3 separate regions of the Mus musculus genome follow, and all the other regions are linked to region 2. Evidence: chromatin contacts called from public HiChIP or PLAC-seq and capture Hi-C data. All regions are on one chromosome and are shown on one strand. Each heading gives the region's core, a stretch centred on a gene start, on an enhancer-like site or on the middle of the called end of the contact. The rest is flanking DNA. Distances are from core to core; before and after follow the strand shown.

Region 1 (2,700 bases), core at 135-2,634, 250 kb before region 2:
TTTATCATTATCAATTGGCTCTGAAATTATTGTATTGGCATCTTGTAAATTGTGATCTTATTGTTATATAAATCTACTTGGATAATTAAGCTTTAAGAGTGATGTTTCTACTGGATAATTAGGTGTTGAGATGGCTTTTCATAGGGTGTGTGGGGTGTTGCATGGAAGTGTGAGGAACTTGTGGGGGACATCTTAGAGATGGCCCAGTGGGAACCCTGTGGCCCTGTGGGGCGAAGAGTTGACTGCCAAGAGACTGAGCAAGTGAGATCACCTGACATGGGGGTTAGCCCTAGAGAGTTGGTAGCGGCAGGCAGGAGCATAGCCTGGCCTGGCTGAGAATTGGCGTGTTCATTTTATAATATTTCCCTCAACAATCTATTGCTTTGGGCCAAATGGTAACACAGTATACTATGACTGAAACACATAGAAGGAGGCGAATTTACCTTATGGCAGCCAGGGGGCAAAGAGATAGATGGGAATGGGCTCAGATCCCCTTTAAGGGTACTCTCCTAGCCCCCAGATGACAGATTTGGGGCTAGATTTCCTCCACTAGATTCCACATTAGAAACATTAGACCTCACTGCAGCATCACACACTAGGCAAGCTTTTGCATTATTGGCCTGTGAGGGACACTTAGAATTGGAACTGTAGCACTAATGAATGAAGGCTAAGATGGATTGCTGGTGGCTCTCCTGTCTTGCTGCCAGCCTGCTGCCCTGTCTAGTGTAGGGAGTACACTTTTCTTTCTGTTGCAAAAACAATAAGGGCATCAAGATGATAAATTTTATGTTATGTGGAATTTTTTTCTTCTAACATAAAGACAATCAGATCTTACTTACTCATTGCCTGTAACTAATTTATTTTAAAACCTGAGCCACATAACCAGACTGTCACTGTCTGTGATCCTGTGTAAAGATTCCATGTCGTACCTGTCCTTCTAATTTTCTACTGCTTTGCTAAGTCCTTTAGGCACTTTAGTCTGTTACACCGCCACAACCAGAGAATGGAGTTTTGATTTGTAATACAAACCAAGTAAAACCTATGACTAGCAGTCTCTGGAGCTCCTTCAGTGGTACAGACTTGAAGAGGGGCCTTTAATGATGCCCTGCCTGCCATGTTGCTGTCTGGGATCCAGGAAGGCAGGTAGACAGCAGTCTGAATTGCATTTGGTATTTCCTGTGTTCCAATGCCTGGATGTAAATGAGAGATGAGCATTTCAATTTGGATGATCTGGCTGGGTTCCTAAGCCGAATGGCTGCGCATATACCATAAACACCGTGAAGAAGCAACCATGGAAACACTTGTTTTCTTGTTGAGCTAAATTTACTCTGGGTTGAATATTAACACAGCTCCTGGCAGGACTTTAAAAGCAAAAATAGCTTAAGCGTGATTCACTCTGAGTCACTGCTGGTGCTGAGCTGCCTGGTGCTTGACATTGAACAAGTTGGCAGCCTGCATTGCTACATTTTTTCTAGGAACTCTGAACACATTTCATTCTTGTGAATTTGCTTGTGCAATGATATTAAATAGAGTAATATGTTTACTTTGTTTCTAAGTCAAATGAATTTGAGAATGGCGAAACTAAAGTATTTTTCTTGGGCTTTCTGGAAAAGCAAGCTTCTCAGAATTCTGTGGTTTCTTTAACAGTTTATTTTATAGGAGATTAGTAAAATATGGAAATTTTAGATTAGATACTGGGGCTTCTGGAAGTTTTGTTAAAAAGTCTAGTAGTACTATTAAGCAGGATTCATTAATCTTCTGTCCTTACCAGACAAGGTGATTGTGCCATTCACAAAGCTCTTTCCTTTTCTTTCTTACCAGGGGAGGGAGGGAGGGAGGCAGGCGGTACTGCAGCCTGCTGTACACTCAGCTAGGCGGTTAACTTAGGAAATACTTTTCTTATTTGAGATTATATAATGGGAAGTTCATGGGTTTTGAAAGGCAGACCAGACCCACCCAGGGGATCTCTGTTGGCTCTTTAAAGGCCTCCCTCACATGCCTTTCCCTGAGTCAACCCAAGTGGCTGCTAAATCGTGAGTAGCCTGTTGGCTGACTGTGGGAAAACCTAGGACAGAGCAACTCGCCTCATCCATGATCAGCTAGGGCTGAGTCTAGAACGCTATATGAGAATGGTTTTCCCTTGATGTTGCAATTTCTATTTTAACATGTTTTTGTTTAGCTTTTGGAGTTGCCCAACAGTGTAATTTCAATTGAGGTTTAGTTTCAGCTCTTCCAATTTTTTTTTTCTAATTTAAAGACACTATCATTTTGTCTTAGAACTTCAATGACTTATATAAAAAATGGTTTTCCTATGATAGTCTTAAAACCAAAAGGAGCCTAGCCTAATTTTTGATAGTATTTTGAAATTATTTTACCATAAAATTGTACATTAGAAGATGCAACTCTGGTAGAGAATTTCAACATAGTTGCATAAATTGTGTTTCATATTACAACTTGTTCTCTGCTTGACTTCACTGAAATTAATAAAAGAACCCTTTCAGAAGGATCTGGTGAGTTAGCTTTGGTTTTTTTTTTTTTTTTAAAGAACTTACTCATAGTGTATCCTGTGTTGCTAAGTTTTCAAAGTTACCCATTTCAACCACACCCAAACCCTTTCAGAGGCTTGAAATCTCTTTACTCAGATGTCTTCCCAGTAAAGATTGGGGATCTCTGTGAGTTCCAGGAGATGCGTGAGGACTG
Region 2 (2,700 bases), core at 44-2,543:
GCCAGTGACTCCTGAAGTCAGGTTCCCAGAGGAATTTGAACACACTTTTGGTTAGCAGTGCCAGTGTTGGGAAGGCACCCCTTAGAGGTCCTGTTTTAGAGATTCTATTGGTAGAGAGAATTAACTGAGGTCCTATTCTTTTTGTTGAAGTTTATGAACTGATCCCTAAAGAGAAATGGGTATCGCTGGGGACAGGCTAACAGCTGGCATCCATCTTGGTGGGCTGTGGCTCATGGGTGTGACCACTGCACCCAAGCACCTGACAAACACAGATGAAGCAGTCGTTAAGTTCCCAAGGTGTGGAATGGTGGCACACGTGTGTAGGGTGGGTCTTTCTACGTCACTTAACCCACTCTAGAAAGTCTTGTACAGTTCTGCCCAGGAGTCTTGTCTGCTAAGTGATTTTAGATCCCACCAAGCTGGGAACTCAGAAGGGCCACCCATGCAGAAGAGAGTCCGACAAAGGTACCTGAGAACCTGATGCTACAGCAGAGTGTCATGAACCTGGCGTTAAGGCAGAGAGGATGGTACGAAGGCCTTGAGGTGGAAGAGAGCTCAGAGGTGGAGCAAAGTGGGTAGAATTGTAGAGAGGGAGAGGGAGAAAGGCGGGGGGGGGGCAGGAGGCTGACTTAGTTAGAGGTAATGTGAGGTAATCATTTCAACTTTGCAGGCCACGGTCATGGTCAGGCTTAACCTGGCCCCTAGTTATTTTGTGACCTAGGTGTGTGTCCTTTCTTTCTGGGTTCACTTTTTATTGTAGGCAAAAGGGTTGTTTGGACAATTCACTCTCAAGCCTCTCTGTCTGTTGTAAAACAAATCGACAACCAAGACCCACCAGCGCAAACAGCGGCATAGAGACTCTAAGAAGCACAGACGCTAGTGTGCACGCGCACATGCGTGTGTACGTGTGTGTGTACGTGTGTGTGTGTGTGTGTGTGTGTGTGTGTGTGTGTGTGTCTGTGTCTGTGTCTGTGTCTGTGTCTGTGTCCGTGAAGCTCCCACAGAGAGGATCACACCAGATGGGGGCCATCTCTGTAGGCTTCTGCCTGGGCTCACAGATCAGCTTTAGGGTCCACCCGCACAGCACACCACATTTCCATTTGCACAGCAAGGCTGCATCCTTGTCATTTTCTCTCATCCCAGAGTGCCTGGGGCCAGAGGGGACAGGGCAGGGCCCCCGTGTGCCGGAAACTTTTGTTGACCGTGCACATTTCGCTCTACAGGATCAGCACAGCTGCTGTCTTGCCTCATCTCATCTCTGACCCTGAGGGGTGGCCTTCACCCAGTTTGCTAATGTGCTCAGTTCCTCTTTGGGGCATATGCTTGTCCCTCCAAGTTCTCGTGGCTGCGTGGAAGTGGACCTAGGCCCAGAGGGTGACTAAGAGGGGAAGCCCCTGTACTGTGTGGCTCCCAGAGGCTCCTGGTTGTGTAAGGGCCTTTTTTTTTTTTTTTTTGAGGAGGTTGCAGGCAACAGGATGAATCATAGCAAACACACGTGGCTCTAGCAGGGGACAGTCCTTCCTTATGCTGCTGTGGAAAGCAAAGTTTCTTAAAATGAATCAGCAGTGCCTGTACCCCAGGCTGTGGGAGGAGAATGAGGGTTCGAGTTACAGATTTCCAGAGTATTTGGGTGTGGTCCCCAAGGTCTGACAGTTGAGACTGCAGGGACCTAGGTCTCTGGGTCTTTCAGAGATGGAAGGACCTGCATCGCTCACTTGAGTTTTGGCTGGAGACCTGTTACTTAATGTGCAAAAGCTACTTGTCAGGACTGAAGGAGAGATGGGGTGCATTTTCAAGTGAAGAGACATAGGCTCTGAACCTGCAAGTCCCAGAGGGTCTCCTCATCTGGATAACCCAAGAGAGATATTTCTGGCAGCTATTCAGTAGAAAAGAACTCTTCATGCTTTCCCAAGTAGCAAGGCAGAGAGGAAAGTGGCTAGGAACTACCAAGCTTTGAAGTTAGCGTGAAGTTCACATCCCGTATGGTGTTTTGGAGTGAGTCTGCAGACAGCTGAGCCCTGCTTTCTCTTCTGTAAAATCAGGAAACCGTATCTGCCAGCTGAGCACACTGTGAAGAACACAAGCGGAAGACAGGCACCATGGCAGACTTCCGTAATTCCAGCTCTCAGGGTGAGGCGGGGGTGGGGGTGGGGGACGGTGCGAATGGAGATTGTCACAAGAGTGAGGAAGACCCACAAGGCCCCCAGTAGAGGGCTTTATAGAACTCCTCAGTAGACACTAAGAGACCAGGGTGGATAGCCAGGCATTTTGGCTCATTAGCTGTGTGTTTGTAGGTTTGTCTTTTAGTTGATGTGCGCCTGAGTTTCTTCATGACTTCTTAATAGACTTGATGGATGGGATGATCGTTGCAAAACTGAAAGTGGTTCAGAAGCCTGGGACATTCTGAATGCTGACCAGTTAACAGCAAACCCCGCCTCTTCCCACCTTTCTGAAGTCTATTGGGCCTACATTGATATCATCATATTACATCCTAATGATACCAGGCCCTTTCCTTGATCCTTTGGGGGCCCCAGCTCCTAGCCCAATTCACTCCAGCTCTTTAGAAGATAGAAACAAGTGTAACCTACTGCTATCTAACAAAGGTTATCACAGTGTCCGTCATCTTACCAGAGCTCCGGGCGGGACGGGGTGGGGAAGACAGATGAAGTGATCATTATCAGTTTTATCTTTCAAAAGATA
Region 3 (2,785 bases), core at 38-2,537, 230 kb before region 2:
CACACAGAGGTATCTCACTTACAGTGGACCAGCACTTTAAAAGATGTATTAGGGTTTAAGGGGATACCAACCGTGAAGCCATTTTGTAGCCAATCAAATAATTAGAATAATGGACTCCATGTAAGTGTCAGAGAACTGTGCATATCAGCTGTTAACATAGCAGCAAGCAGTGATGCTCCTGGCAGATTGTCTCAGACAGAGCAGGTAACAGGGATCTGTCTGTCGTCCCAGCGTTTTGGTCAACAGGACGAAGACAGAAAACTGCATGGGACTCCTCAGTGCTCTTGTCGCACTGGCAGGAATCAATAGGAACTTGACAGAGGAAGATGTGACGTTCATCCCCAGAAACTTGTCCCTTTTAGAAAAAGAGACAAGAAAATATTTTAATATTTTTCTAATTACTCTGAAAAAAAAAAAGGAGCAGGGAAGAGAAGCCATTTATAAGCATGAAAAACAGAATGTAGTTTAAAATTAAAACCAGCCATCCTCATCACCACCTGTAGCTATCCTGCTCTGTTAAAAGACCAGGATGCAAAGCTCCTTCTAGCCAACCATAGCTAATCCAAAGGCACTTAAAAAAAAAAAAAGGACAGCACTAGAAATATGTCACAGGCAACAACAGATGGTGAAAGTTGGGGTATATTGTTAGAGAATTTAAAGCAAAATATAAGGCTAATTTTTTTTTTAACTCGTGAGAATTGTGAATGTTTGCCAAGTGGCAATCGTGAAACTTGTTTTTCATCAAAATGTGTTTCAGAAGTAGCAGAATTGGCAAAACCACAGTGATGTTGCAACTTAGAACTCATTCCTTTCAGAGCTAATGGACATCCACAAATGTAAAGATTCACCACGCTTAATTAGCTATATGCTATTATGCTAATAATGCTTTGTAGCCTACAGAAACTCACCAAGTCAGCACACTGGAATCATTCTATATTACAAAGAAAATTTTAGGGGCATTTAAAACATTGAAACTGTACTTAACAAATTATCTGACCATAATGCAGAAAAATCCACTCTGTGTCAAATATCAACCAAAGTTAGAGTCACTTGATTGAGATATATATATGTGTGTGTGTGTGTGTGTGTGTGTGTATAATGTATATGTATATATATATATATATATATATAAAATAACTCAAGTTGAAGATACATTGAAAATGTAGTTAAAACTAATTTTAAAATGTACATGATTTATCAAAATACATAGATATGACAAGGTTTACTAAAACCATTTCATAAAAGGAAGTAATTCCTTCATTAAGATAAAGAGAAAATTGCGAGTTAAGCAATGCGAAGCAAAACCGGAAGTAAAGGGACAGGGAACTAGAAAAGCAGTGGTCCTAGCTGACTTAGGAGAACAGGCAGGCAGGAGACAGAGAAGACTCTAGGGTAAACTCCAGAACAAGAAAGGAGATAAAAGAAACTATGGAAAGAGGTAAAAGTTAGACAATTATAGGTGTGGCAGAAGTTTTAAAGCATACATTTGAAAGGCCAGCCTAGATAGAGCCCAGTGTAAGCTATTGCCTAGAGCATGTGAGGCCAAGGGTTGGACCCCCCCAACATCAGAAAGAAAAATTTGGTGTACTTCTGTACATTTTTAAAAATAATCAAGTCATAATTTAAATCTTCAAAATAACCAAAAATAATCTTAAAACCAAAAAAATCACTTAAAATACCTGTGAATGGTGTATTGATGAGAGTAGAGTTTAGAAGGGCTGGAGAGAAGGTTCAGTGGTTAGGAGCACTGGCTGCTCTTCCAGGGGACCCAGCCCCCACATGAAGTTCACAACCGTCTGTGACTGCAGTCAGAGGAGACAAAACCAGAGTCACATTGCTCTAGTACATTCAAATTGGTTTTGTTTGTTTGTTTCTTTTCTCAAAAGTTAAAAACTGGCTTTTAAACTAGATATTTTGAAACCTTCATTTGAACTTAGTCACAAGCAGTGATAGAAGGTAGGGAACCCTAAGCATTAGCAGCACCTTGAGAGAATCCACCCCAGAAACAGTCCCTGAGAGTCCAGGCAGGGGTTTATTGTTCATTACTCATTACAGAGCCCCTGCTGTGATAATCTCCATGTCACCAGTGGAGAGTTTGAAAGGGGCCCCTTGTGTGCTGTGTGAGTCTACATTAGGACTCTAGGTGTCTAGAGAGCCAGCTCTCTGTGAACCCTTACTTCTTAAGGGAGAATGATAATAAAGAAGCGGGCAGCCGTGTAATGAGCCTGTCTGAGATCTTTGTGTGTGATAGATTTCCAAGTCCTCGGAGAAATGATGGCTCACTCAATAAAAATACTTGGTCAGTGTTTTGATAAAAATTTGTTAAGCCACAAAACATAAAACAGTATATACAGTCAAATCTAGTTTTCACAAAGTACTTTATTATGTGCTGTAGAGGAAATCTACAAGAGTATATGCAGCTATTAAAAATAGTTTTATTTGACCTTAGCACTACAGTGATTTGAAATTGTGCTTATATGTATATATGCAATGTTTCTATAGTTAAAATACATGTCCATTAAAGCAATAAGATCCCTCCACAAGCAGTAGGCATGTTCATAGCACCCATACCTATTGAGAAGTTAAATGGGGAGGGGAGGGAAGGGGAGGGGAGGCTTGGGGGGTGGGAAATCCGAATAAACAAACAGAACTGAATTAGCAAAGTGAACATACGACATAAGGTGCCTAAGAATGAACCAAAGAAATATGTTACCTCTTTTCAGAAAGTGGATTTCAAAAATTTTAAGTATAGGAAGGGAGTATACACTTAATGGGAAATTTTCTC

Evidence for each region. HiChIP or PLAC-seq counts read pairs in DNA pulled down with a chosen protein or histone mark. Capture Hi-C pulls out chosen DNA fragments and counts their contacts.
Region 1: a contact with region 2 is called in an HNF4G HiChIP or PLAC-seq map of pancreatic cancer cells. The contact joins two enhancer-like sites. A contact is called at or near these places in 1 of 15 datasets of contacts at CTCF or cohesin (the NIH/3T3 cell line), 4 of 484 Hi-C or Micro-C datasets (ECoMG-derived neutrophils, bone marrow-derived macrophages, granulocyte-monocyte progenitors and 1 more) and 5 of 115 datasets of contacts at active chromatin or transcription factors (CD8 T cells, Th17 cells, bone marrow-derived macrophages and 2 more).
Region 3: a contact with region 2 is called in a capture Hi-C map of bone marrow-derived macrophages, with 2.6 times the contacts expected there. The contact joins two enhancer-like sites. A contact is called at or near these places in 1 of 484 Hi-C or Micro-C datasets (Th1 cells), 2 of 115 datasets of contacts at active chromatin or transcription factors (microglia and pancreatic cancer cells) and 1 of 9 other capture datasets (bone marrow-derived macrophages).

Annotation. Positions count from the first base shown.
Region 1 is chr15:59,479,372-59,482,071 of GRCm38.p6, forward strand. All of the region lies in intron 4 of Nsmce2 (NSE2/MMS21 homolog, SMC5-SMC6 complex SUMO ligase), which reads left to right. Among named protein-coding and RNA genes, the nearest start is that of Nsmce2, 110 kb to the left of the region's middle. Within about 2 kb of position 1,385, at least 228 of the 459 cell types and tissues checked have an H3K27ac peak or open chromatin away from gene starts, as enhancers often do. A contact at or near this core is called in CD8 T cells, the NIH/3T3 cell line, Th17 cells and 4 more, where this site is marked.
Region 2 is chr15:59,726,983-59,729,682 of GRCm38.p6, forward strand. No RefSeq gene overlaps it. Among named protein-coding and RNA genes, the nearest start is that of Gm19510, 67 kb to the right of the region's middle. Within about 2 kb of position 1,294, at least 184 of the 459 cell types and tissues checked have an H3K27ac peak or open chromatin away from gene starts, as enhancers often do. A contact at or near this core is called in CD8 T cells, the NIH/3T3 cell line, Th17 cells and 4 more, where this site is marked.
Region 3 is chr15:59,500,369-59,503,153 of GRCm38.p6, forward strand. The region is part of intron 4 of Nsmce2 (NSE2/MMS21 homolog, SMC5-SMC6 complex SUMO ligase); the gene reads left to right. Among named protein-coding and RNA genes, the nearest start is that of Gm36677, 120 kb to the right of the region's middle. Within about 2 kb of position 1,288, at least 18 of the 459 cell types and tissues checked have an H3K27ac peak or open chromatin away from gene starts, as enhancers often do. A contact at or near this core is called in bone marrow-derived macrophages, where this site is marked.